Linked DNA regions of Oryctolagus cuniculus: region 2 is linked to region 1. A link is a contact called in public Micro-C data. All regions are on one chromosome and are shown on one strand. The core of a region is the stretch at or near the end of the contact, and the rest is flanking DNA. Distances in the headings are between cores, read along the strand shown. Region 1 holds the start of RSF1 (remodeling and spacing factor 1). Region 2 holds the start of INTS4 (integrator complex subunit 4).

Region 1 (2,700 bases), core at 89-2,588:
TCCCTCGCGGCCGGCAGCCGAGACGAAGGGGGAAGGGACTGGAAAAGTGGGGAGATGCTTTTCTATTATTTGGGGGAGGTGGGGAAAGGGAGGAGGAAAACTGGAGGAGGAGGAATTAACCCTCTCCTTTCCGAAGTGAAGACGCTGAACCGACTTAGCCACCCTACAGCAGAACGAAGGAGGAGCCCCCTGCCCTGGGGGAGGAGCGGACCTCCCCACTCCAGAGGAAGGAGTTTTGGGGGTTAAACCAGCCCTCCAGGGGCAGAGAGGAGCCCACTCTGTCTGGGTGTTCCAACCAAAGGGAGGGAGAGTTGAGTGTCCCCAGGCCCCCCGCCCACCCAGGAGGAGGGAGATAAGGGGGCGCCCAGAGAAGGACCCAGCCTCCCCCGAGACGGACTGGAGGACTGGTGGGAGGAGGGGAAGAAGGCAAGGAGGGGAGGAGGAGAAAAGCGCAAAGCTGGCCGGAACCTGCGCTCCCCTTCCCCCGCCACCTAGCGGGAGAAGGGGTGGGGGGCCGGCCCCCGCGGCGGGGGAGCCGTCCCGGGGGCCGCCGGCCGGCACAATGACCCCTCCCCGCCCCCAGCCCACACCTAGCCCGAGACGCCCCCACCTCAGCTCCGCGCCGGACACAGTGGCCCTAGGGGGCCTCCGCCCCGCCTCCCCACTGCCCAAGACCCCGGCGGCTGGGCGGAGAAGAGGGCCCCGCGGAGCTGCGCCCCGGGGTGGGGGGGAGACTGAGCTGCGAGGGCCCAGGGTGTCTGAGAGCAGCGGAGAGAAGGAGCACGCCAGGGCCGCTTCCCGCCGGGCGTTCGGGGCCCCTCGCTTACCTTCTCCGTGGCCGACGTCCGGCGGCGGCGCCTGCAGCACCCGCTCCAGCTCGGGGAACGGCAACTCAGGCAGGTCCAGCAGCGGCCCGTAGCGCTCCAAGAAGGAGCAGACTACGGCGAAGTTGGGGCACGAACCCGGGCAGCCCGGAGGAGCCATCGCCGCCGCCGCTGCCGCCGCCGTCGCCATTTTGAACTGGAGGATGGAGGAGGCGGCGATGGGGGGGTGGGGGGAGTTGGGGGTGCCAAGGAATGGCAGGGCAGCCTTACGGACGACAGGAGGCGCTCTCGAGGGGGCTCCCCTGCGGATCCGAGCGTCTCAGGGACTGCGCCGCGATCCCACAATACAACGGCGGCCCGGAGCAGTCGAGAACCGCGTCAGACGGGGGACAGAGAGGCGCTCCGTGCCTTTCACTTTCCGCCCTCTTTCCTCCCCCTTCCCTCCCTCTACGTCTCCCCTCCCACTTCGGGTTGCCACTGCCTCGTGTGACAGGGGGAATGAAAACAAGGGAAGCGGGGCGGGGAGGCGGGCCGGAGGGGCGGGACTTTCGAGAGCCTGGCCAATAGGCGTGGAGGGGGCGGGGCTGGGTTCCGGCCGGCCGGAAGGCTGACTGCAGGCCGGGTGGTCAGGGAGGGCCTCGCGGGATCGAGAGGACTCTCCGAGGTGAGAGGGCGAGTGCGGGGCCCTGTGAGAAGCCACCCAGAAGAGAAGGCGTTGGGTGAGTTTGCAGGGGCATCCAGGGACTCAAAGCGGGCTACGAGGAGAGGAAAGTTGAGAACCGAATGAGAAGCAGAAAGAGTAGCAGGTAAAAGCACGATTGTGGGAGGACGTTGGGAAAGCGAGCTGTGGGTAGGCGCCTTGGACATGGCTTGGCGTGGGCCATTTTTGTACAAAGTCGCCAAAGTTTGCTGAGGGATATTGCCGGCTGCTGAAGAGCATGAGCAGCGCGACTCTGGGGACCCTGCCGGGAGAGGGGGTCCGAAAGAGTCCGGCTCTGCGCGGCGACTCTGGTGTCGTTGCCGGGGGTGAGGGGAAGGGGCTCTGTGGGAGCCAGGGTCGGAGCCGGGGCTAGGACCCACGGAGAGGAGACGGTGGGACGGCGAGGAGCGTGTGACGGACGGGCTTCCACTCCGTTAGGAGTAGCGGTGGGTGTTCTCCCACGGAGAGCCTCCGAGAAAACCATCAATTATGTAGAGTAGAGTAGAATGTGAAACTGGAGAAGTCAGATACATTATGCATAGGAGGCTTGGATTCAGCCAGACGAGCCACAGCTGGACCGCTTTAGGACCTCGTCAACTTTCGCCATTTCTTGGACCTTTGCTAAAGTGGGTAATAATACAGTACCTACCTTATAAGGTTTTACCAGATAATTCACAGTAAAGTGATTAGACAATGCCCCTGCATGTTCTTAAATACTAGTTGTTGCTGTCAGGGATTAATTTACACAGAATCCAGCTGTATTCATTTAACTGTACAGTTTATTATGTTGAACCGACATTTTCAGAGTGCACTGAAAACTTACTTCTAAAAAGATGCAACACAAAACACAACATAGGAATATATGATTAAAGGAAGATAAGTATGTGGGCAAATAATTGTATCAGGAACTCAGAATATAATTACGTAGTTAAACATTAATTTTTTTCTGTGTTGCCAGGGAAAAAATGGAAAAGAGAGTGAAACCACATTGGTCTTTATCATTCTCTATATATAAAGAAAAACTTATTTATCAAAAGAGAAAAATTCTATTTTGTAAGAGGAATTTATTACTTAGATTAGTAATTCTTAATACACACACCCCTTTTAAAGGAAAAAAAATTGAAACTTGACAGATACTTCTGAATATTCCAGTTCAAGAAATACTAATGTAAGAAA
Region 2 (2,700 bases), core at 108-2,607, 140 kb after region 1:
AAGAATTGAATTAGTGTGGTCACTGTGGGACGGGTGATGTGGTGTAGTAGTCTAAGCCTATGCCTGTGCGTTGGCATCCCCTATGGGCACCGGTTCATGTTCTGGCTACCCCTCTTCCGATCCAGCTCTCTGCTGTGGCCTGGGAAAGCAACAGAGGATGGCCCAAGTCCTTGGGCCCCGGCAGGTGTGTGGGAGACTGGCAAGAAGCTCCTGACTCCTGGCTTCAGATCAGCCTAGCTCTAGCCACATGCTGCCATTTGCGGAATGAACCAGAGACAGAAGACCTTTCTCTCTGTCTTTCCCTCTGACTGTAACTCTACCTCTCAAATAAATAAATAAAATCTTAAAAAAAAAAAAAAAATAGAGGGATCAACTTCCTGCTGGATGGTCTACACTTTGCTAGTCTACAAACCTAAAGCCCTAAGGATGCTGCTGATCCTCCCGCACGAGTTGGGGGCTTGTCAGAAATGCAAAGTCCTGCCTCACTCCCCCAAATGATTGACTTAATAGCATGTATAGTCTAACAAAATCCTCGGGTGACTGGAGAAGTAGGACACAAGGATGCCTCGGCACCAGCCTCTACTTTAGCGATATCCGTGTGGAGACCCATGGAGCGTCACTGAGAACTCCAAAGGGACGAGGGCACTGCCCTCCTTCCCAGGTAACAGCTCCCTCCCAGTGAAGACGATGCCTGTCACCCTCGCCTGCTCTTATCCGACCGTGAGGAACTCTACAGACCCCTTTTCCAGCCCCTTAGAGCTTTGCTTACAGCCCAACTTTCCCCTGGGCGCTTCTGTGGAAGCGGCTTTGCACCCGTCCGTTAGCCGCAATGTCCACCGAGGATGCTAACGTAACCCCATCTAGCTAGGCTGTGTGGGAAAGAAATAACAGGAGAGTTCTGTAAACTGTAAAGCATGATTTGTTTCTTCTAAGAAACATGTCAGGTTACACATGCTGATAACAACAGCGACTGCAAACTAACACGCCCACTACCGTGCAGTCTCAGCCTATCAAGTCGTCGGCACTCCACACAGACTCCTGGCGCCTCTTCGGGCAGATTGCCTGAGGCCCGGATGGCTTCCCCACCCTCGACGGCTACCGGGACCCTTCCTGCCAGGACTTACCTGAACAACTTTAGTGAACTCCTCATACACCCGCTTTTTGAGGTGCGCCGCCATGCTGCCCGCGGACCCTTTCAGCTTCCGTACTCAGCGACAGATGCGGGGCTGGAGAAACCCGGAAACCCTTCTGGACGAGAGGAACCCGCCGCGATCCCACAAGGCAGCGGGATCTGAGGAAAGAGAGGCCGCTTCCTGCTGCTCGACAGCTGTAGCGCCAGACTGGGCCGCTGATGACGCCTGCGCCGGAAGAACGAAAAAACCGAGAGCGTAGCGCGCAGGGGGCGGGGCCTCAGGCCGAAGGAGGCGGGACTGAAAAGGAGGCTGAGCCAATCAGCCCTTTCGGAGGCCCGCTGGTGGTCTCCGAGTGACGGAGAGACTGGCGCAGAGCAAAGCGGTGGAAGAAAATACAAGTCAAAGGAACGGGGCGGGGCGACCGAGGCTGGAAACACAACTTGGAGCCCCATAAGAGTTTTGGGTCACGAAATAAGGGAAAGAGGCTAAGCCGCCAGTCCCGTCGTCTGTTGCTGTTCCCAGTGTTTGCTATTTCTGTGCCTTGCCTTTGTTCAAGCTTGCGATATTCCTCCCCTGCCCTGTGGTGCCTTGTCTTTCTTTTCTTTTCGCCCTAAGTTTTTATGTAAATGAAAGTCAGAGAGAGAGCCTGAAGGAGTAACAGAGATCTCCCATCCACTGATTCACTCCCTAAGTTTCCACAACATCCAGGTCTGGGGGTCTGGGCCATGCTGAAGCCAGAAACACTGAACTCCATCCGGATCTCCCACTTGGGTAGCAGGGGTCCAAACACTTGAGCCGCCATCTGCTGCCTTTCCAGGTGCATTAGCAGGGAACTGGATAAGAGAGCAGCTGGAACAGCTGGCTGCGCCACCACACAAGCCTATGGGATGCCTTTTCCTGCTCCCACCAGTTTTTCTAAAGTTATTCATCCTTCAAGGAATCAATTACTCTGAAAGCTACAACACAGTAAAAAAGAATGTCAAGACCAAGGGTCATCCAAAAAGCTTCCCCACGCACAGACTAGGCTGTGGCACTGAATGAGTAAGTGGTCGCGAGGACAAATGCGCTGGTAATACCTAACCTGGCAGACAATGGAATGAATATGTGGGACCCTTGTATAGACTGTGAAGTCAGCACCTGCGTTTAGCGTTAATAAATCCGTGGGCAAGTTTTATAATCTACAGGAAACTTTAGTTCTTCATTGTTTTGTTCGTTTAAAAGTTGATGCAGGGAAAAAAAAAGAAGAAAAAGGTGATGCAGGATACTTAGAAAAAGCAAGAGGCTGTAGTAGCTAGAGAGGACTCAGAAATGTGGAAAGATAGCCTACTTTCAAGGCCTTACAGTCTAAGACAGAACCCAAGCTGATTTTTTTTTTTAAATTCATTTATTTATTTGAAAGAGTTGCACAGAGAAAGAAGGGCAGGCAGAGAAAGAAAGAGGTCTTCCATCTGCTGGTTCACTCCCCAGTTGGCCGCAATGGCTGGAGCTGCGCCAATCTAAAGCCAGGAGCCAGGAGCTTCTTCCGGGTTTCCCATGCGGGTGCAGGGGCCTGAGGATTTGGGTCATC

What was found. Hi-C and Micro-C count contacts between places; a contact is called where the count stands out from the background.
Region 2: a contact with region 1 is called in a Micro-C map of ear pinna, with 4 times the contacts expected there. The contact joins the promoter of INTS4 here to the promoter of RSF1 in region 1. A contact is called at or near these places in 3 of 6 Hi-C or Micro-C datasets (ear pinna, psoas muscle and an unstated tissue).

What each region holds. Positions count from the first base shown.
Region 1 is chr1:68,935,061-68,937,760 of mOryCun1.1, forward strand. RSF1 (remodeling and spacing factor 1) reads right to left here and starts at 1,339. Exons shown (of 17, transcript XM_017344448.3): 1 at 828-1,339. The coding sequence starts at 1,014. AAMDC (adipogenesis associated Mth938 domain containing) reads left to right here and starts at 1,291. Exons shown (of 4, transcript XM_002708673.5): 1 at 1,291-1,630.
Region 2 is chr1:69,073,586-69,076,285 of mOryCun1.1, forward strand. It overlaps INTS4 (integrator complex subunit 4), which reads right to left and starts at 1,358. Exons shown (of 24, transcript XR_011389552.1): 1 at 1,125-1,358.